5 separate regions of the Mus musculus genome follow, and regions 1, 2, 4 and 5 are each linked to region 3. The links are chromatin contacts, called in public HiChIP or PLAC-seq and promoter capture Hi-C maps. All regions are on one chromosome and are shown on one strand. The core of a region is the stretch at or near the end of the contact, and the rest is flanking DNA. Distances in the headings are between cores, read along the strand shown.

Region 1 (4,441 bases), core at 1,639-4,138, 650 kb before region 3:
CTAAGAGAGAGGTAGTGGTGAACAGGAGAAGGAAGATAAGATTCAACACAAACACTTGCACTTTAATGCCTGGGCCCAGGTAACCTGAACACTTCTGGATTCGTTTAAGGACGAGCCAAGGATTGGGTATGGATTAGGGAAAGGCATCCTAGGTGGCTCTGAGTATCAGGCAAAGTAAAGCTCCCAGCCAGGGCATGGAGAACCTGGAGTACAGAACACTGGAGTGCAGCAGGACCGTAAGCAGGACTAGGAGTCCCTAGAGAACACAGTTAAGGTTGATGTGTCCATCAAACATCAAAGTGGGAATGCTGATTACACCGCTGGGCAAGGAGCCTGAATGCAGTGTAGGGACATTATTGTGGGGAATGTTGGTATACTGGTGATGCTTAGAGCATCCGTGTGGCTACAATCACCACAGCAGTAGGTATGCTTAAAGCAGAAAGGAAAATAAAGGGCAAGGCCTGCAGTACTCCAGTAAGATGAGAATGTTTCCAAGCCTGAGATGGATCAGCCAATGGGACTGAGGGAAAACCAGAGGCCACAGCGTTCTGGAGGCCATGTGTGGAAAGAACATAAAAGAGTTGGGAGACAATTAGTGGGGTCACCACTAAACCCAACATCCGCTCGAGAAACGTCTGGAAGATGAAGGCCTTCTGAGGGTGTCTCTGGAACGGGGACTCCAAGCTCAGTCACATTCATATTAGCAGAAAGCATGTGGTCTCAGCCAGCTGAGAGTGAGACACAGGAACTCAGCCTGCTGTGGAGGGCCGGTGAGCCTGCTGGGACCAGGCAGGGAAACTGAGGGACCAGAAGTACCACTGCCCACAGAGAAACACTGGGCAGAGAATGAGGAAATGAGCACTCGCCTATGAGGAGCAGCTGTGGTCAGAAGCAACCGTTGGTGGAGGAGAAAATGAAAGAAAGCAGGCAAATGCTGAGCCTGAGAAAGAAAACCTGTAGGTGATTTGAAGCAAGACATTTCCTGCCAGATTTGCATCGCTCCCAGTCCTGCCATCCACACCCTCAGATCTTCTTACCAGAACACCACTGGCTTCAGAGACCCAGCTGCTTCTTCCTGGTCCTCATTCTGCAACATTCTGGCTGTCCCTGAGAGACAGAAGGACCTGAATGTGGAGTGAAACAAGCTAGAGTTAAGGCCTAGCACTACCAGAAACTGTCTGAACTCCAGTGTGAGCTCACGGGATTGTTGGGAAAGAGGCTTCTATAGAAGGAGGGTTAGAAAAGGGTCTTTTAATTTGTAAAGTGTTACCTAAGTATCTGCACACATGGTCCCAGGGACAAGCCTGGGGGATGCCCTTTCTATATAGTGTCAAGAGGAGAAGGGAGTTAAAAGATGGCTTCACATGGAGGCACATAGGAAGACAGACTCAGAGCCAGATGAGAACAATAGTAAGTGACCCCCATCCCCACTCCACCCCACAGTCCCTCTTCCCCCGCCTCCACCCCCTCCCACCCCAGAAAGTACTTGAGGCTGGGCTAGGATGAAGTTGCTCCTCTGACTTCACTGACCTCATAGTCTGTGTGAGGTTCTTGGTACATGCGTATTTGATCATTCCCAGGAATTCAGCAGCCTTGAGGATGGAGGACAGGAAGACACACAGTCTTGGAGGGAAGTCCCTGGGAATTCTGAGAAAGGAATGTCAGGAGTTGTAGACAGCTCTGCAGACACTTAAAGTAGGACACAGATGAAAGAGGAGACCCTGAGGGGAAAGCAGGCCCACAGAAGCACTGAAGCAGTGTGTGTGTGTGTGTGTGTGTGTGTGTATGCGCGCACGCATTAATACCAATATTATTTTATTTGAATGGGTGTTTTGTCTGTACATATGTTTGTGCATCCATGGATGCTTGGGGTGGGTGTTAGATCCTTAGGAACTGGAGTTATACACAGATGGTTATGAGCCACTATTTGGGTGATGGGAATCAAACCCAGGTCCTTGAGAAGGGTATTCAGTGCTCTTGACCATGGAGACATCTCTCCTGTCTTATTACTATTTCTTTTTAAGTTTAAATTAGATTGACCTCCTAACTTTAGCTAAAAAAAATATAAAATTGAACACATTAATGGAATATCAAGTGGTATTTTCATTAATATAAACATTGCATAATATCAATATGAACAAACATATAAAGGACATTAAATCAACTCCTGTGCTCCTGGGTTATCGGTCACAGTGTCCACGAACAGATGGAAACGGCTTCAGTTCTCATTACCTGATAGATAGATAGGAAAAGCACGGTCCGTGCATGCAGCAGAATACTATGCAGCCAGGAAAAGAATGGGTGGCAGCGGGGGCGGAAGCAGAGCTCATTAGGTTGAGCAAATTAAGCCAGGCATGAAAGCTCAAATTCCACACTCTCTGTGGCAAAGGAGACAGCTGATGTCACAGAAGATGAGAGCAGACAGAGGATTCCAGGCTGGGGGAGCAAGGAGGGAGGGGAGGAAGAGGTGGTAGCTGTGTTTGACCTGATTTAAATATCACTTTCTTTTTGTTGTCTCTCGTCCCCCACCCCCATGATGCCTGAGGGTGGCTACTGCTGAAGACAAGCAAGTGTCTGTTCTATGCTTTATTGGTTCCCCCGCTCATCTGCTCCCCCTGCTCATCTGTTCCTATCAGCACTACTGTTACTGCGGAAGGGCTCCTAGCTTAAGAATCAGACAGCACTGACTTGTGTGTGACCCTTCCCCCTGCCCACGAATACTAGAACAGTGTACACCAGTTCCAATATAAACTGTGCTGCTCGGCGCTTGTACCCTGCAGAGCGTCCAATAACTTTTGCTGAGCCATCCAAGCCCAAGAAAAAATAACCCACTGTGACAAAACAAAGGCAGCTTTAGCTCAGGCCGGTACCCGCCAGTCAGGAGAGGCAGGCGAGGGCACCTCTGGGCAAGCATGGTCTTTGGTGTGCTGCCAAGCTGACTGTCCTGAGTGTGACAAAGCAAGGGAGGGGCCCAGTGGGCCCCAGTCAATGAGAAACAGATCTGCCCTAAAAATAACAGTGAATGAACAGGCTTGCTTACACTGTCTTGCTTCAGAACTGGTTTGGCACAAAATCAGACCTAATGATAGGTTCAGAAGGAAAAATTCATGGTTGGGATTTGGAATCCTCTGAGCCAACCAGTTATCCACAAACAAGTCCACGGCTCTTCCGCTGGGTTTCCCAGAAGGTCTTCCAGGACAGGTCTCTTGTCATCATGGAGGACTCCACAGTCCTATCTGGAGTCGCCTACTCCGGAGTGGAGAGATGGAGAAGGTAAACTCACACTGGCGCATAGTTCCAGGTTATACATGCAGGAGAAAGAGACCCTAAAGGAGAAAGCTTCTCTTGGATGGATGGTGAGAGGGGCTCAGCAGCGGGAGGGTCTACTTCAGCCCCAAGATATTTACAGAGCACTTCCTGAAAGAAGAGGCACCTGACTAACAGCAATCATTCCACCCACACATTGCTTATCATCATGCATATCTCAGAGTGATTTAAAAATAAATTTGTGGGGGTGGAAAGTGATGGCTGTTACCAAAGATGCCTAGAGATTGTTTCCCTCCTGGGTCAAGTCCAGCTGTCTAGAAGCCCTGCTGAAAAGGTTCATGAAGGTTTACATGGGTTCTGGATGACCATGGTGAGACCCCAGGTCTGTTGGTGCTCTCTGTGAGGATGGAGGGGGCTGCTGCCTATTCAGTGCTCGAAATTCCCTACAAAGAGGAGAGCTGAGTTCCAGGTGGGGAAGGAGCAAGGTAGAAGGGAACCAGCTCTACCTCAGCACAGCCCCTGCCATTGGAAAAGAGGACGTAACAATGTGTTCCAGAAGGAATGGACAAGGCACAGTCATGGAGAAGCAGTGAGGACAAAGGGGATGGAAGGCTCCTAGAGGCCACAGGGCAACAACCTCTTAACACATTTGCTTTTCATGGCAGTGAGCTCCTGTGAGCCCTCCTGTTTTTCCTTGAGCAGAGAAAGTCGAGGGGAGTTTGTCCCAGAGCCCAGCAAACTTCTCCACAGATCTACCCTGAGTACAGTGGAAGCAGTTTGAATGGCCTCTTAAAGATTCTGTCAGAAGCCACAGCTTTGATGTCAGAGAGAAAGAGAGCAAGAGAGGGAGAGACAGAGGAAGTGAAAGGGAGAGACGGAGAGGGAGAGAGTTCAGGCACACTTTCATTCTACCTTCTGCTAGTCGTAGGCCAGCCTCTCTGAGAAGCCTGAGGTCCCAAGAGCTATTATTATCTCTCTATCTCTCTTCAACTGACAAGATTGTATACAGAGCATGTGCCCATTGAATGTTTGTATGTGGAGTAAATGTGTGAACAAATGATTCATTTCTATTTCCAGAGGATTCAGAGATTCTAGAAGTATGTTCTACTTAGAGAGAAAACAGAATGTTCTATCCAACACTTGTCATTTCTAAGGAGTCCATAATAACCGCCAC
Region 2 (4,088 bases), core at 658-3,157, 740 kb before region 3:
CCGGGGACATCCTTAGTGAACCACATGGAGCTAGAATCGATGCAAAAAGCAAGAGGAATTTATTGTTCCAGTAGACTGGGGTAGTCCCAAACCCGAAGGAGAGGAAGTGCGCCCCTAGTGGCCTGTTCCGGTGAGTTTGGATATGGTTCCCTGGAGTGGAACAGAGTATCAGCAACTAGGCATAATCTGATTGGTGGAACAGTGCTCCCTTTAAACTGGTTGATCTTTAGGGAATGAGGTAGTAGGGGCTTACTCAGCCTCTCCCTTCTGGCCTACGTGCTCTCTGGCCTGTCTTTTCCAGGAGAGGAGGGGTCCAGTGGAATTTTGGAAAATTCCAAAGCTCTGAGCTGATCTCTTCACAAACATATGGATAGGCACCTGCACACATATCTGAAGATACACATGCACACATGTGCACATCACACGGACCATCTCTGGGCTAGCTGAGAATGAAAGAAGAGGCTGTTAGAAGACCATGGTGGTCATACTGATAATGTTTTAAATTCATGACCACTAGCCACTAGTGAAATTTTTAGTACTGTCAGCCTTGGGTGGGAGTTAATTACAATACCAACGGATCCCAAAGCTCCCAGGACTAAAGGAGCAGTGGGTTGGGGGAACTCTGGGAACTCCTTTTCACAAAAGAAGCACCTAGCTCTATTTGTGTCTAAATTGGGAGTAAAAGGAACTGATGCCTCCCATGGCCCATGTGTTCTTTGTTAGCAGGAGAAAATAAAAGGAGGCTCTTTACAAGAATGGACCCTCTGGTTCATGGCTCAGTGGAAATCCAGCCAGGTGGTGAGGGCAGCCCTGCTGTTCACAGCTTTCCCAATGTGGATTGTAGTTGCCAAAAAGCAGCAGGAAGGCAGTTTTGCCCAAGAACTTACAAACCACACAAACCACCCCCACGTCCCTTTGGTATGCCCCAGCTAGGCATCAGTTTCCAAGAACGCATCCTTGTTTGCTTGGCACCTAAACAAAGCTTGGCAGCTGCAGGAAGGTAAGCCCCACCCTGAAGAGGGACACACAGATTAAAGACCTTTGCTTCCGTTTGTTGTTGTTGTTGTTGTTCGTTTGTTTTTGTTTTGTTTTGAGTTTTCCCTTGTGACCCCACTATAAAATTCTAGAATGTTCAGTTGTGCAACTAGGGCTAGTGAGTGGGTGGAGTTTCTATTTCTGCTTTTTTGGGGGATAATTCAATGGGAAACAGATTAAATATTCATGGCTCTGCCCCCAGTCTCTCTCTATGGAAGCCAAAACTATCAGGCTGTACATAGATTGTGGTCAGTTTCCTAAAGAGGTACAGCACATAGAATAGTAGATTTAAATTGACATTAATAACTATATTTTTATTAAGATAGTTTTCCAATTTTGTTTTCATTGCTGATGATATGTGAAGTTTGCACTCCTGAAAGGTGGAGAGGGTGGAGTATGGTGGGTAATCACTAGGATATATACAGGAAAGACAGGGGAAAGTTCAAAGGCTTTATCAGCCTTTTAACCAGGACAGACTGTAAACCTAGGATACAGCTTATGCCAAGACACAGGGATAAAATTTAATAATCTTTTGGACCGCTTAAGTTTGTTCTGTGGGAGGGACAGCTCAAATGACTGAGTCTAGGAGAGAATGGGCAAGACAGGCTAGGGCTTAGGAGAGAGATGTGAGGAGGAGGCTCAGGCTTGGAAGCCTTCTGCAAGCATATGTCAAAGAAAACCACAAGAGTGGATGAGACAGCCCTGGGCTGACAGAAAGAGAAGGAAGTGAGCAGTGAGAAACAGGAATCCATGAAGAAGAGGAGATGGGAGATCCAGCAAAGTCACATGGGAACTGAAAGAGAAATGAGAAAAGGATGCCAGTGAGCACAGATGCTTCAGGAACTGTAGTCGTGAAAGGGAGAGCGACATGACAGGGGAATGAGTGTGCAGGAAGCAGATTCAAGAGACAGGATGGAAACTCACACAGAACCATCACATTAAGCAACCGAAGCTCTTCAAGGAATCCTACAGCATCATGGAACCATACGGCATCATGGAACCCTACTGCATCCTGGAATTCTATGGCATCATGGAATCCTACAGCATCATGGAACCCTACGGCATCATGCGCAGCTTCTTGTTCACGCTCATTTGTGGAAGAAGCATGTTTTATAAAAAAGACCACGTTTTAAAATTTTTTCTTTGATGGTTTCATCTGTGTAAACAGTGTACCTTGATCATTTCTATCCCACTCTCCCATCCCTCTACCTTCCCTTCTGCTCACCGATGTGGAATCATCCACCAGGTCCACACATCAGTGGCCACCCAACCAAAGAAAAAGGACTCTCTCCAGAGACCAGCAACCACTAATAGCTTTTTACCCGGGGCCGGAGCCTCATAGCACTTCTCCTATCCATGTAGGAATGCTGGCTGGCTTGATCTTTCACAGGTCTGGCACAGGTAACTGCAGAGGCTCTGAGTTCCTAAGTGCCACGGTCATAAGAAAGCAATTCATAGCACTTCTCATCCTTCCACGAAAATTTTCTACCTTCTCTTCTGTGATGCTTCCTGTGTGTTGGTGTGTGTGTGTGTGTGTGTGTGTGTGTGTGTGTGTGTGTGTTGAGGGGTAACTAATATAGATGCCTCATTTAGAAGTAAGCAAACAATGATCACTATTCTCAAGTATTCGATAAGTTATTAGTCTCAACATAAACTTCTGACCACTGCAAAAGCGTGTGTAAGACTTTGATCAAGGATGAGAGCACACTAAGCTACAAATATAAATCTAGCTCTTTAGAAGAAAGCTTGACAATGGAGACATGACTGTCTAAAGCCAATACTACACATGGCTCAACAGTCATGCATGTAGGTATTGCCACAGATAGCCAGAGTTTGGCTTCATTTTAATCATGTGACTAGAAATGAGCATCCATGGATTCTCCTTGCTGCTCAGCCCTGATTCTTAGTGACTGTTGGTGGCTTCCTGTCATCCCCTCAGCTGGGGACCTGGCTCACAAAGACAGAGAACAGTTATAAAATAATTCCCTCTTTCCTGCAAATGACAGACTCCATTCTTCTTTACTGCTGAATTTAAAGATTCGTTTGTATATATAAACCACACTTTCTCTATGCATTCATTGGGCAACTACTTGATAGGATGGTTCAGGGTCACTCAACTCTGCCAGAAGGTGTTGCTGGCATGGATGGACTAGGCCTCCGTGAGTTGTTGACTTGAGATGTTTAGTTGTCTTTTAGATGGAGAGAAAGCTGTTAAAGGATACAGTTTCAGAAAGACAATACTGAGTTTTACTTTTATCTTCAGGTCCTCAACTTTATAGATACATCAACTCAGAGATGTACCCATGAGATGAAGTAGAAGTGAAACTGGGGACAAGAGGGCCTAACAGGAGGGGATGGAGAAAGAAGTCGAGGGAGGAACAGTACTAAAGTACACTATTGTCTTCCTTCTGCCATGTGGGATCCAACACGGAACTCGGATCATCAGGCTTGGAGGCTTGTTCCTTTATCCCCTGAGCCATCTAGCTGGCTCAGAACATCAGTTTCATGACATATGGAAACAGGCACAATAATCTTCCCTCGAGTTTTCCAGGGAGTACGAACTGAGAAACTGTATGTAAATCACTTAGAATCCACGGGCACACAGTATGAATGGACCTTTTAGTTCTCTCTCCCAAACTTGGCAGAAAAACTATCTGATTGATCTGTAAATCATTTGTGTGTATTTACTATAACCCATACCTACAGTCCCCAACACAGACAAAGCACATTGACACAGCAAGTCTCACTTCAAGGCCTTAGGAGAGAGGACAGAGAAACCCCAAACCATCCAGGAAGAAGAAGTCACAAGCAGAAATCAGAGAGCAGAAATGCTAGATAATCAGAGAGATCGGGCTAGAGTGGTAAATGTGATTCTAGAGCCCAGAGGAAAGTTGTCCAAAAGCATTCAGAGGGGAGCAGCGGGTCTCACATCACAAGCTTCCTGAAGGGAGGAGTGGGAAGAACAACTGGGTCCCCATGGAAGGAAGGCCTTGCCTGACTCTCAGCATCTGCAGTGAGTGGGCCAGGCCTGCCTGAGAGCATCATGGAGCGGT
Region 3 (4,268 bases), core at 1,524-4,023:
GAGTTCAAGGCCAGTGTGGCCTCCACAAAGAGTTCCAGGATAGTCAGGGATACACAGAGAAACTGTGTTTAAAACAAAAAACCAAAAAGTTCATACTACCATAGAATTGTGGTTCTTTGAAACTGAAAGGATAGGAAGTGGAGAGTTATTTTTAACAAATAAGTTTCAGTATTACCATACAAAAGAGTGCCAGAGATAGATGCCAGCAGTAACTGTACGATAAGAGTGAGCTTAAAACCCTGGGACTGGGGCTGAAGAGACGGCTCAGTGGTTAAGAGCACTAGAGGTCTTGAGTTCAATTTCCAGCAACCACGTGGTGGCTCACAACCATTTGTAATGGGATCTGGTGTCCTTTTCTGCTGTGTCTGAAGAGAGCCACAGTGTACTCACATACATCAAATAAATAAATGCATCTTTTAAAAAAAAGGAAGAAAACAGAACTGTACACTTAAGAGTTAAAAGGGGAAAAATCAGGTTATATGTCTATTACTGTAAAGGATGGACTGTCTGCATGCTGAGTTACTCATGATAATGTCACAGTGGCAGAGGCAGGCAGGCCAGCATGCTGCCTCTCACAGCAGGCCTTCTGTGTCACAAGCACATTCTCATTGCAGTTCAGATCAGACCACACCAGAGATGGACTCTGAGAGCCTGTGGCACCTCAGCGCTTACAGCTTACTGACCAGAAATCAATAACTTCCCTGCATGTTCACAATACAGGACGTGGTAAACAGCTTTCACCCAGGGATATGAAATGCACTATGTTCTCAGATTCGTTTCAACCCTCTAGAATCAGGGGCAAACAAATGTCTCTTATTGAAGCCCCTCAGTCTATGGTACTTCCTCACGGCAGCCCAGGCAGAACCCAATACACCTGGCAAGGCAACTTAGGCTGTGTGGCCCGGAGTGGACAAGACCCCTGGAACTGAACCAGGCTTTGCAAGGAGGACTGATGGAAGGATCACAGTTGTGTGTCGCTGGTTTCTCCCATCCTGGAAAATGGGCACTTTGATGTCACTGCTCTGTATTTTTGGAATGTGTTCTTCAAAGGCTGGGAATGTACCTCAGTTAGCAAAGTGCTTATTTAGCAAGCACGAGACCCTGAATCCAATCCCCAGAACCATATAAAATGGGTCTGGTGCACCTGCAGCCAGAACTGAAGGGCTGGGGAGGGAAGAGGAGAGTCCGAAGTTCAAGGTCATTTTCAAGAACACAGTATGAGCTTAGCTGGGCTCGGAACACTCTGTCTCCAGGTTGGTGGGGTTTCAAAATGATTCGCTGAGCAGAAGGAATCAGAAGATGGCTTCCCCATCTGAATCCCGGTGTCCTGAGGAACACCAGGACGCCAGCGAAGCCACAGTGAACTTCTGAGGAGGATCCCTCAGGGAACCGTTGCAGAGCAGGCGGTGCGGTCTGGTGTCTCGGGCTTGGTGAGTCCTCTTACTCCACTCAGGCTGAAGGAGGTCAGGGAGGCAGATCCAGAGATACTTACATGGCTGTGAAATGACACTTGTCCCACCTCCGGCCTCGCTGTCCCCAGGACTGGCAGATGTAACCTACAAAGAGGTAGGAAGTTTGCTCAGACTTAAACGAATCACAACCCATGACATTATCAAAAGACAAGAACAGTATCATGTCTCATACTGTAGATTACCATGATCCAGGAGCAGAAAACACTAGAGGTAGATGCCCTTGAGGGGCAAGAGGGAGGTGGCCATTCTCCACAGAAGGCCAAGGGGAAGCTGGAGTGCTCTCCTTGCCAAGTGCATTTAGCTGAGTCATGCTACCATCTGATAACAGACAACAGCCCCAGATAGCTACCCAGATAACAACAGCGTTAGGCCCCAGAAGTGTGAGTGAGCTATGGAAGTGGGGTGATCCCTCAGCACAGGGATGACCCCTGGGGATGAACTGAACCAAAGCCAGCTCTCAACACAGGGAAGGACAGAGACTGACACTGTCTCTGCAGAAACTTCTTTGTCCAAGAAATTATTGTATCTTGGTCTGTTTAAAAAAAAAAAAAAAAAAAAAAAAAAAAAGAGCAAAGTCAAGAGAACTCTACTAAATGATAACAATGACAAAATGATCACAAACCTGTGTGGCCTGAGTCTAAAAGGTTCTCCAAACAGTAGATGTGTCGTTCTTATTCAGTATTGTTTCTGTCTGACCACCCAGCGAACAGCCACACTCCAAGTATTTGCTGAACCAACAGCAGGTGAATCTTTCCACATCAGAATTTGAGACGATTTCTAGTACCATTTACCAGAACCAAGTGTATCACACCAAGGCAAGTGAAGATACTTCAGGCTTTATTTAGTCTGTTGGTCTGTCTTTTGCTTATTCTTTGTTTTTCTCATTCTTTCACACACAATTTACAGCGACTGAATTAAAGCTAAGAAAATAGAAGGCAGCTATGCACCTCCTAGCCAGAGTGCCTTTTGCACTTCCATGGTATCTACTTGAAAGAAAAAGGTGGGAAAGCCTCAAAGGAGTTAGACAGGCATGTAGAAGAAAACACTGCCCAGGATAGCCAAAGGAAGGATAGACAGAAGTACTCACCATGAGGTCTCTTGAGGACCGCCCCACTTCCCTAGCACTGTGGCCAGTGGTGATGCCTCGCGCTCTCACACGGGCCCGTCCACTCATGTTCCTGGGTGCCAGCGGCTTTCCAGGGCTGGTGAGCCTCAACAGGAGTGTTTTCTCTTTGGCAAAAGAGACGGTGTGGCTGTGACTCGGAGTTTGGGAGTATTCAAGCTTCCCAAGATAGTTACTACAAACAGCAACCCGAGCGTGGGTGGGCAGGGCCCGGTGGACCCCCAGAATGCGCAGGCGCATGATGGGCGCGGCAAGGCGGGGGTGGGCACCTATTAGCATTGCATGAATCTCTCTCCTTCTCTTCGTCCCTCCCTCCTCCCCTGCCCCCCTCTCTGTCTATGTCTTTCTTTTTCTTTTTTATTCTTTCTGTCTCGCTCTCCCCTATACCTTTTTTTTTGCCTTCCTCTGTGTCCCTCATTTGCTATAAATACCCAGCATACAGTCTTTATCATTTGAGGATGTATCTCTCTGCTCCTGGTTTTTAGAAATTACCCAATCATAAATGTATATAGAATGGCATCACACACCACTCTGGAAGTGTGAGGGAAGCTTGTGGGACGGTCATAAGGTGTGCTTCTCTGAGTCTTGTTAGGGTGTATCCTGAGAAGGGGTGAGGTGAAACGGGGGGAGGGGGGGAGGTTAGTAGACAGGCCATTACACAAACGTTTGGAATGACCCAAAATGGATGTAACAATTCGAATAAATCTTAAAGAAATTAGATTGGGGCTGGAGAGGGTTTAATGGTTAGTATATTCTTGTTCTTTCAGAGGACCAGGGTTTGCCTCCTAGCACCCACGAAGTGACCCACAACTGTGTGGAACTCCAGCTTCAGAGGACCTGGCACCTTCTTCTAGCATCCTTGACTCCTGTGTGCTCCCGGTGCACACACAGACCCACATATAAAAATATTTATTTTTTTTATTTTAGTTTTAAATGGTTCTTTATTCATAAACTTGATGCAAGTTTACAAAATGTACTGTACATTGCCAAATAAATCTGCAATGAAAAATAAAATTAAAAAAAAAAAACCAACCCCAAAGCATGCCAAATGTGCAGCTGTCAATCTGTTAGCCATTAGGAAATTAGAATTCAATAATGTATTCAAGATTTTGCCTTAGGTATAAGGAACTTAATAATGTGTTGAAGAATTCTGTCTTGTCACTTGTCATCTGAGCCACTGGCAATCATATATTTAGGGTAACCAAGTGACCAAGAATACCAGATATCTTTTCTGCCCTCTTAACCAACAGAATCAAGAGAAACTAACACCACACATAAAATGCACAAGTGCCACATCTCCTAGATGTGGTTTGCAAAGTTTAAAAAAAAATCTCAAATCAAATATATAAGAAATACAGTTTAACTTTGTACTGGTTTGTGCAGGAAAATGTGCTTCTGGGTTTCTTTTTAAAAGTGCTTAAATAGCTAGATTTAAATCAAACATGGTGTTTATTTGTAACTCAGGCAACGGATATACAGTCTTGTAAACTCTTAAGAGAGGCATAGCCAGAGGGATGAGGGAGAACTTCGAGGGTGACTTTACTGGAGACAAAGCACTTGTGTCAATACGGACAAGTCACCACATGCTTGTCTGTCAGTAAAGTTAGTATTGTACCAGAGGCCTGTGGGTACTATGTCAAGAGGTCTGCTGTGACCTTCCTAGAGGAGCTGGT
Region 4 (4,528 bases), core at 935-3,434, 970 kb before region 3:
AAAGGAGATCCCCGGCCATAGCCTGGTCAAATGGGTGTGGGCTATCCTGGAACCCCTGGAGTAGGGCAGTCCAGGTGCCTTAAGTAGAGAGGGGAGTGTTAAGGTGAGTCCAGGTGACAACAAGGATGTATTGTGACTGAGTGTCAAAGGGAATAAAAAGAAAAAAAAGAAAGCACTCTTGAGGTTCAGGACTGAGAAATGGGAGGTTCCTGAGGGGATAGTGGACAGGAGTGTGTTGTGTAAGGGTTAGCTATGACAGGGCAGAGTGAGCCACTGCAGAATGGATGAACTGGATATCTTGAATCAGGCTGTAGGCCCCATTGGGATTTTTAGCTGCAAGTATGGAGGTGCTAAAGGGGTGAGTTTGTAAATTAATTGATTAATTTAAATTAATTAATTGTATTAAATTGTAATATAAAATTAATTGTAATTAAATTAATCAATTAATTGCAAATTAATTGATTGATGCTTATTTGGTTTTGGCAAATACTGGGGGATAGCCCCTAGTAAGCTTTTCTAGTGGCTGGACTGGCTATGGACCCTAAATACTTGCTATGTGAATCTTTCTGGGTTATTTCTGCTCCAGCCGTCTGATGCCCTAGGGATGCGTTTTACTCAGCCATGTGCTACTGTTCCATCACTTCTAGTGGAGGCCTCCTGTTCTCATTGTCTTCTCCTCCTCTGCTTTCTCTCCCTCTCCCTCCCCTCCTCTTCCCAAGGAAATGTGTTGGAACCAGTAGGTTGGGTGGCTAGGAGGAAAAGGGCTTCTGTCTGGCTTGGGGTCAGGCAAGGGGTGGGAGGATTCAAAGGAAATAGAGGCTCCCACTTTGGCTAGAAGATCCCTTCCCAATAAGGGAATGGAACAGGTTGGCACCACCAGTAAAGAATGGGGTGAGAGGAACACCTCTGAAAATGCAGTTGAGAGGTAGGGTCTAGTGAGGTTGGAAAGGTTGCTCCCCTGCCCTGACAATAGGGAAATGAGGAGAAGAGGTGGGTCCCCAAAACTCCTGTCAGGCAGAGTAAGTGGTGTTCTGGAGGAAGGAGATGGCTTACCATAATGCCTACACAGAGCTCCCTGTTAGAGATGACAGTAGTCAGGCCATGTGAGCCCAGACCCCTTCAGTTGTCCATGATTAGGTCTAAAAGGTGGGTTGGAAGGTGATATGAGTCTGATGTCCCTGTTCTATGAGGGACTCGGGGGGCAAGTCAACAGCCCATTGTTGACTCTTGAAGGCACTTGGACATGGCCAGGGTAGTCTGCAGAGGTTAGGGCAGGCCCAGGCCCTGTGACCCTCCTGAATACATTTGAAACGGAGACCTGGTGGTCTTAGGAGGCAAGGGAGCCTGAGAAGTAGCTGAAGCTGGTTGAATGGCCTTGGTCAGCATTTGTTAATTTTGTTTATGGCCCTTATGGGTCCTGTCTCTAAGCACTTAAGCTTGGCCCTAATATTGGGGCAACTCTGAGAACAGAAATAGGTCATGAGGAGTTGTTTGTCCTCTGGGTTTTCAGGATCTAGATTGGTGTACTGTAATGTAAGCAGGCCTTTGTGAGGCATTCTAGAAATTGAGATGGATTGATGTTTGTTCTAGATGATCTATTGGAGACTGGCCAGGAGGCAAGTTGTAAGCTGATCTCTAGCTAGAATGCCCCCACTGGGGTATTGCAGTCCCACTGGGGGTCCCTGACAGACTGCCTCATTGAGAAGTTGATTGTTAGTCATAGAAAGTGAGACTGTAGGGTTTGGTGATAAATTGGAATTCTTTAATGAAAGTAGATGAGTTAGAGGTATAAAACCCAGGTTTTGTTTTGTTTTTGTTTGTTTTAGTTTTTACTTTTTGTTTTTGTTGTTTTTATTTTATTTTTTTTCTATTTAAGAGAGTTCACTTAATGAACAGTAGACATGTACCTTGACCAGACCATCCTCTTGCAACCTCTTGCAAAGTGAGAATTGAGGTGGAGTTAAGGGGATCGGAAGGGACAGAAGGTGTCCCATTGAAGAGCAGGAGTGAGTAGTGGGGCTGGGGGTATAGCAGATGGTGGGGTAAAAGTGGGCATCAGAGTGGGTGCTTGGAGTAGTCTGTTGCTGAGAGAGCCAGAAAAGAAGCAGTTGTGGGTTGAGACTAGCAGGGAGTCAGGGGGCTCTTAGCAGAGTCAAGAATAATGGAAGTTCCTCTTATTCAGACTTCTTAGCTAGAAGAAGCTGAGTAGGGAAACAGGAACAGGAATAACAGAGGGAGGGCTTGGAGCAGAGATAAGAGAAAGCTTAGACATAGACTCTCCCTCTATTTCCCAGGTTGCTGGAAGTATCTATAGAGGTTCCTATTAATGTCCGGACCTAGGTTGCTGTTGGGCAGCCATTTTGATTGTTTATCTAAGGGGTATTGAGATATATTCCACTGCAAAGGCAGTAAGTTTAGAGGCCTTTAAGTTGGGTGCTAGGTGAAGCAGTCAGTAGTTCTCCAGAAGGCATGCGATTGTCACCTCACAGTTCAAGGGCCAGGGCTAAAAGCTGGAAGACACAAGTAGCAGGTACCAGGACTTTCAAATGAAGCCAGAAAGAAAGGGAGGAAGGAAGGAAGAAAGAAAGAGAGAGAGAGAGGCAAACTAGCTACTAGCTAGCTTGCTCAAGCGTGAAATGGTCAGAGGTGAGTATCTGTGAAGAGCTTCAATAGTATTCTTAAAGACCATGGCTGGGGGTACCTCTGCCTCCAAGAATACCAGGGAGGTGCCAGAAACTCAGCAGTTACTCCCTCGGATCCAGAGAAGCGCTCACACGGATTGGAGGGAAAACTTGCTATTTGCCAGTGTTGGATTGGGTGCCTAGCATTAGGTGAAACAGAAATGGAGTCTCTTGGAGGAGGATTGGGGACAAGGGATAGGGTCCTGGTGTGACTCCATGATTGGGAAGTGTACAGACACCAGGATATCCTACCGAGTCATGACACCAGTGTTACGATTTAGTGGCCAAGTAATTTGGGTATAGGCTAAGGCATGCTGCAAATATCACACCATACAACAGATCACATGCAAGAGATTTATTGGGGGAGTGGGGCAAAATGCAGAGACTGCCTCTGAGCCAGGGTGGAAGGGGAGAGAGAGCAGGAGGAGAAGGTACTGGCTTTTAATAAGGGGTATAGCACATGCGCATAGGGATAATATGCACCTAATGACAGCAGTGGAATTGTGTTGTATCTTGGCAGCTGATGATGATGTGGCCTGCTGTTGCTAGGTTACTGAAGGTGGGCTTGGGGGTGAGGTTTTCCAACAGCCTCTAAGGGGGTTGATTTCAGTCTTCCAGTTCTTTGATCCTTATTCTTTCACTTATGGATTTATCCAACAAGGATTTTGCAAGTATCTTATCTATGCCAGCTGCATGTGAGATTTTAGGGACAAGTTGGATAGGAAAGGGGAAGTGAGCAGGAAGAGAAGAGCAGTGGATAAGGGGGAATGGACACGTTGGAGGACTGGTGTATTAGGCTGAAGACTAGCCAAAAGGCAAGTAAGAAAGCAAGGTTATTGGAATGAAGAACATCTGTGCTGAGAAATTGAATCCTTCAGGTTAAAGCTTACAGAAGCAGTGTTGCTCCAGAACTGATAATGTTCATGTTGATAAAGCAGAAATGTGGATAAGGAATGTATCCTGGTGGACAGTAAAATTGCCACAATTTTAGACAGCACTATTGGAATAGAAAGAAATAGGAATAGGCCAGGTGACCAGGAAAAGCCCTTTTTGAGAAAGGTATGGTTAGTTAATTAACAAGGAAGGATTATAGCCAGTTGTATAAAAGGCCACTTATATCAGAAGTTTTCTATATGTGAAGACAGAAAAGTATACTACAATAGAAACATAAGAACTGAGCTAGAAAAATGCTGGTTGTATTTATTAGTTGTGGAAAAATGAAAAAGCCGCCCTAATTCAAAGGGGTTCAAGAAAGTAGATTCTTGGGAGGTGTCAGCTGAGGCAAGTGGGAGTTTGGAGAATTCTGCTGAAGATGCCAGGACAGTATTCTCTGTGGAATAAAAATCACAGCAAAAATGTTTGAGGGGAGTTGTTGATGGATGCTCTGAGCAGGGGAAGTGGGTGGGAGAAGCTGAGTAACTTGAGTTGATGACAAGTAGAAGGGGGCAAGGATAGCAGGAGGAACGGATGTTGGCTAGCGAAGTGTGTGTGCCTAGGAGACCTGCGGCCCAGAGTGGTGTTGGTTGATGTTATCAGGCTGCATAATTTGCTGAGATCTAGTGCCTTGCCAGTTACAAGGTTCTTACTGTCTGGCGCTTAAGATTTAAAGGGGAGGGGGACAGGCAGCTCAAACTCTGCAGTATTGTGAGGAAAGTGATTACGTGCAGTTACAGACTGTGGAAACATAGATGGAGACTTCAGTTCTAGCTGGAAGGCTTTCACTGAGGCTGATAGGAAAGTTAGTAAACGGACTGAGCTAAAATAGCCTGAGTAAATAGCCTGTGTGGGATGGCATGAGGTTTGGGCTTGTGGAACAATTGGCAAAACAGATCTTGACATGAAGATAA
Region 5 (4,619 bases), core at 1,024-3,523, 540 kb after region 3:
TCATAGAGAACACACATCTCTGTAAGGGCACTTCGCAAATTGTTCCTCACAGAGTCCCAAGGCCACAAAGAAGGTTGGAATTTTACCAACCCTGAAAAACAGAAAAGAAAAGCAGAAACACATGTGTACTGGTTACACTGACTACAGAACAGAAGGTGGCTCTTTTAGAGGTTTAAAAGCGTGAAAAGGAGAAATGAGCTCTCCTCCAAACCACCTCTCCTTTACTTCCTTCTCATACGCTTTCTTCAACTGTTAACACTTAAGACTCCTCTTATGGCAAAACAAATGCCAGTCTAATTTCCACAGGCCAAAGCTGTCATCATATCTCAAGTAGGCACTCGAATCTTTCTAAACCTAGGGCTTCATTCATCCCAGATAAGCACTAAACTATATCCCCCATCCCCACAAAAGCCTTTAAAATAACCTGTTTCCTTCCAACATTTAGAACTTGAACTTCCAACATTCCTGAACTATAAAACAACAGGCAAAGCCCCAAATGGCCTACAACACCAGCATTACCATTGGCTGCACGAATAGACCTTCCCCCCACCCCACCCCCCCACCCCTGAGACAGGGTTTTGGGATTAAAGGCATGAGCCAACACTGCTCAGCTATACCTTTCTTTTAACCAATTTTTTTGTTTCGTTTTTGTTTTTGTTTCTCTGTGTAGCCCTGGCTGTCCCGGAACTCACTTTGTAGACCAGGCTGGCCTTGACCTCAGAAATCGGCCTGTCTCTCTGCCTCCCGAGTGCCCGGCTTCTTTTAATCAATTTTTAATAAATGCTCACTCTAAGGAGTTCATGATAAAGGATCAGGGAGTGAAAGTCAAAAGTTTTCTTTTAATCTTAGGCCTAACTCTCCTCCCTCCTGAGACATATCTCAACCCAGCATACAGGAACTAGTCACTCTTTCACACACCACAAGATATTTGGAAGCCAGGAGGCATGCCATTTAAGCCTGTCCCTTAATAGACAGGTCAAATGTTCCTAATGACATCAGTACTGGATCTTAATACATACCTGTGCTCTATAGTTCTTTCTGTGGGTGGGGGATTTCATGGATCAAATGTGATACACATTTAGAATTTTGCATTTAAAACTACTGAGCTGGCATGCCTTTCCAACACTGGATAATGACAATGTTGGGCTTGTTTAAGATTTAAAAAAAAAAAAAAAAAAAAAGATTTATTTATTTATTTAATGGATGTAAGTACAATGACGCTGTCTTCAGACACACCAGAAAGAAGGGGGCATCGGATTCCATTACAGATGGTTGTGAACCACCATGTGGTTGCTGGAAATTCAACTCAGGACCTCTGGAAGAGCAATCAGTACTCTTAACTGCTGGGCCATCTCTTCAGTCCCAGGTGTTTTAACTTTCTGTCAAATTTATGAAAACTACATTTAAATTTTTCTTTATTTATTGAGATGGTGTCTATTTGCTCATGTTTTTCATTAATCTGACTGCCTCTGCCTGGCGAATTACCACACTAAACACGAACATCCTCACTTAAACCGATTCTGTCACATCACTAAATCGAAAACTGTGGTTTCAAATTTTGGTTTTTTTTGATAATAAGGAGAATCCAAAGTCTAGTCTGGTTGCTTCTCCAAACTCCCCCTCTTCAGTTTTGTTTTCTTGTAATTCATTCACCTCAAAGTTTCAGTGGTCATTTTAAGTATCACCTGTTTCCACCTAAAATCACCCCCAAAAGCTTTCAGCTGTTCTTTATTAAAAAAAAAAAAAAAAAAAAAAAAAAAAGCGAATGCCTCTTCTCCTGGCCTGAACAGGACCCCGAGTCCCGACCGGGTCGGCCTTCCCACTGCTGTCAATACTTCTCAAGGCCACCCACCACAAAACACAGTTTACCCTAGGGGAGACCCTGGGATAGAACCAGCAACGAGGGCGAAGCCTCACCCTCCTCGTCGTCCTGGTCGGCTCCCGCGCCCCCCCAGTCCGGCGCATCGCCGTCAGGCCCTGCCGCCTCCTCCTCCTCAGAGCCAGAGCCCTGGCTGAAGTCGATGCGCTGTGCCAGGCGCGCCAGGTTCTGCGACATGGACAGCGGCTGCAGGTACGTCTCGGTGCCATCAAGGCCCACCTCCTGCACCTGCTTCTCGCAGGCCGACTCGATGCTGATGCGCACGGCTCGCACGCCCGACATGCTGGCGGCGGCCTGAGGGCGACTCGCCGGAGACTCAGAGTACAGCACCGACACGGAAGGCTGGAACAAGCTTCCCGCAAGCCCGACGCGGCGGCCGGGAGGAAGCAAACTACCCACTGCTGCCCCACAATCCTCCGCGCAGCGTCTCGCGGAACACTATGAGCATGCGCGAAGGGCCAGCTGCCCGGACATTTCCTGTAGGTTGCACGTGAGAGCCAGGAACTTCCGGCTGACCGGGCTCAGCCGCTGCAGTGCAAGTGGAGTGGGCTGGGTTTATGTAGATACGCTGGGCGTTGTAGTTTGTTTGTTTGTTTGTTTGTTTGTTTAATTGGTTGCTTGGTTTTTGAAATAGCTTTCTTGCTGGCCTGATTAATTTGTTGATTAGTTATTGAGACACGCAGCTTTTTTGTTAGTTGGTTAGTTATTTGATTTTTGAGACACGCAGCACACACACCAGCACTCCCGCTGATTCGGTCTGGGAGCCCGTCCGTGGGATGAGTCCACTCACTTTCCGGGTAGGTTTTCACTTCCTAGTTAAACCTCTCTGGGAACATACTCCCAGAGGTGTTTCCCCTAGGTGACTTTACATTCGTGAAGTTAACGATGAAGACGTACGTAAGGGCTTTACATTTATGTAAGCACTCACAAAGACTGTCGACGGTAGTTAACTATAATTCGCAGCTGTTTGAGTCTCTCTGTTGATGGAGCTGCCTCCAGCAAAGAAGACCGAGTCAAACAGCTAGCAGGACTACCATCCAAACTGCACCAGCTGTCTTAAACACTCCAAGAACACTCAGATATGCCTACACGAAAGATTGCAACTGATTGTCCTGGCCCAGTAAGCACAGCTTGGGCCAGGGCTTTGTGCAGACCTGTGACTGGTGGCTTAATGATAAATGGAGGACTATGCTATCTCTCCAGACATGCAGCCACCCTTACACGCATACACTCACACATTCACAGACATGTACACATATAAACAAAAGACACCGGTGTTTAGCCAAACAAATGGCTGTGATTGGCCCAAATACCCCGTCTTGGGTTGTATGAGCAGGCTACTCCTCAGGTGGTCCACCAAGAGGCACTCTCCTTTCCTCATGGTGTTAGGATGTCATGTCCAGCAATGTCTTTCACTGAGTGGCCTTTCTTACTTTCAGCCTGCAGGCTGCACCAGAAAAAGCAAGGAACATTAGCTGGTTGGCAACAGTGCCCCACAGCTTGATAGGTACTAACCCCTATACTTCTGTCCAGCCATTTCGTTTTCTGTTTGTTTGTTTTAAGAGTTTCTCTGTGTAGCCCTGGCTGTCTTGGAACTCACTCTGTAGACTAGGCTGGCCTTTGATACCACTTTGAGTCTAATCTTGGGCTCCTGAACAACCTTGCCTTGTCTAGAAATCATTTGTCAAGTCCTTGGGCCCTGGCTTCCCACAATGAAGTGTAGATGGAGGCGTTAGCATAGCTGTCTGACAGCTGAAGAATCTATAGCCTGCAGAAGCCTCTGACTTACTATTGACAATGTCCACAGGCCTGTATCCCGCTGGTAGTGCTGGTGCAGCCACTAAAGCTTTGGAGATTCCATCTCCTGGAGGAGATGCTTCCTGGGTGACCCTAGTTGGGCCCAGTGTTTAGAGTCGGAACAGCCCACCAGGTGCCCTGGCTCTCAAACACTTCTCTACAGTGCACCTCTCACCCTGCCCCCCAACACTGTCACCACTCATTGCTGTCTGACACGGAGGAGAACAAGCTTGCCTACCCAGGGTTTCCATCAGGGCAGAGCAGAGAGCACTTAGCCAGTTGAACACTGAAGAGTACCAATTCTTTCACTTGGCAGTCCAATGTCTGCAGGTAAACGTGTGTCTCCGTGTGTCTGTTCTTCCCATGCACGTGTAGGTGCCATGGAATTGCTGGCGCTGTAGTTACAGTCAGTTGGGAGCTGCCTGATGTGGGAGGCAGGGAATAGACTTGGGTCCTCTGGAAGACCTGCAAGCACTGCAGAGCCATCTTCCCAACTCCTGAGTCTACTTCTGATGCTTGACTGCAGGCGGCCTTTAATCCTACATTTGATAAATCAAGAGCACTCGAATGCTCCATTGATGTCTGGGGGAAATTCAAAGCTCGTGCAGGAACTAGTAAAGCCAGTCTCTCCTTATTTTGTCAGGCCATTTTTTTCAGACAGGCCTAGTAGCTCTCCTGATCTCTCTAGAAACCTTCCTTACATCATGATTAGCACCTTGTAGGTATGTGATTTCATTAGTCTTGATATTTGAATCAAACAAGGAAGTGAGTCCATCCTGTCAGTGTGGGACTCCACATGGAAAGAGAATTCTGTTTATGTTCCACCCCTGCTGTATTTCTCTTCATATAATATTTGTTTGGTTTCTTCAACTAAACATATCCCAGAAACTAGTGACATATCTAACATGATCACCCACCCAAAAATATTTACTGTGTGCTTATT

The links. Promoter capture Hi-C pulls out the DNA fragments that hold promoters and counts their contacts. HiChIP or PLAC-seq counts read pairs in DNA pulled down with a chosen protein or histone mark.
Region 1: a promoter capture Hi-C map of embryonic stem cells shows a contact between it and region 3, with 2.5 times the contacts expected there. The contact joins the promoter of 1700019J19Rik here to the promoter of Piwil4 in region 3. A contact is called at or near these places in 3 of 39 promoter capture datasets (the C10 cell line, embryonic stem cells and liver).
Region 2: an H3K27ac HiChIP or PLAC-seq map of T-cell acute lymphoblastic leukemia shows a contact between it and region 3, with 4 times the contacts expected there. The contact joins the enhancer-like site here to the promoter of Piwil4 in region 3. A contact is called at or near these places in 7 of 39 promoter capture datasets (the 3T3-L1 cell line, HPC-7-derived erythroid cells, embryonic stem cells and 4 more) and 1 of 115 datasets of contacts at active chromatin or transcription factors (T-cell acute lymphoblastic leukemia).
Region 4: a promoter capture Hi-C map of the HPC-7 cell line shows a contact between it and region 3, with 2.9 times the contacts expected there. The contact joins the enhancer-like site here to the promoter of Piwil4 in region 3. A contact is called at or near these places in 9 of 39 promoter capture datasets (the 3T3-L1 cell line, the C10 cell line, the HPC-7 cell line and 5 more).
Region 5: a contact with region 3 is called in a promoter capture Hi-C map of embryonic stem cells, with 2.5 times the contacts expected there. The contact joins the promoter of Med17 here to the promoter of Piwil4 in region 3. A contact is called at or near these places in 15 of 39 promoter capture datasets (the 3T3-L1 cell line, 3T3-L1-derived adipocytes, the C10 cell line and 9 more) and 1 of 9 other capture datasets (liver).

Annotation. Positions count from the first base shown.
Region 1 is chr9:14,087,189-14,091,629 of GRCm38.p6, forward strand. It overlaps 1700019J19Rik (RIKEN cDNA 1700019J19 gene), which reads left to right and starts at 2,889. Exons shown (of 4, transcript NR_166640.1): 1 at 2,889-3,273.
Region 2 is chr9:14,001,599-14,005,686 of GRCm38.p6, forward strand. No RefSeq gene overlaps it. Among named protein-coding and RNA genes, the nearest start is that of 1700019J19Rik, 86 kb to the right of the region's middle. Within about 2 kb of position 1,908, at least 22 of the 459 cell types and tissues checked have an H3K27ac peak or open chromatin away from gene starts, as enhancers often do. A contact at or near this core is called in T-cell acute lymphoblastic leukemia, where this site is marked.
Region 3 is chr9:14,737,899-14,742,166 of GRCm38.p6, forward strand. Piwil4 (piwi-like RNA-mediated gene silencing 4) reads right to left here and starts at 2,774. Exons shown (of 20, transcript NM_001368831.1): 1 at 2,560-2,774; 2 at 1,493-1,556. The coding sequence starts at 2,646.
Region 4 is chr9:13,772,742-13,777,269 of GRCm38.p6, forward strand. All of the region lies in intron 1 of Mtmr2 (myotubularin related protein 2), which reads left to right. Among named protein-coding and RNA genes, the nearest start is that of Gm39291, 26 kb to the left of the region's middle. Within about 2 kb of position 2,185, at least 8 of the 459 cell types and tissues checked have an H3K27ac peak or open chromatin away from gene starts, as enhancers often do. A contact at or near this core is called in the HPC-7 cell line, where this site is marked.
Region 5 is chr9:15,277,633-15,282,251 of GRCm38.p6, forward strand. It overlaps Med17 (mediator complex subunit 17), which reads right to left and starts at 2,274. Exons shown (of 12, transcript NM_144933.2): 1 at 1,918-2,274; 2 at 1-91. The coding sequence starts at 2,161.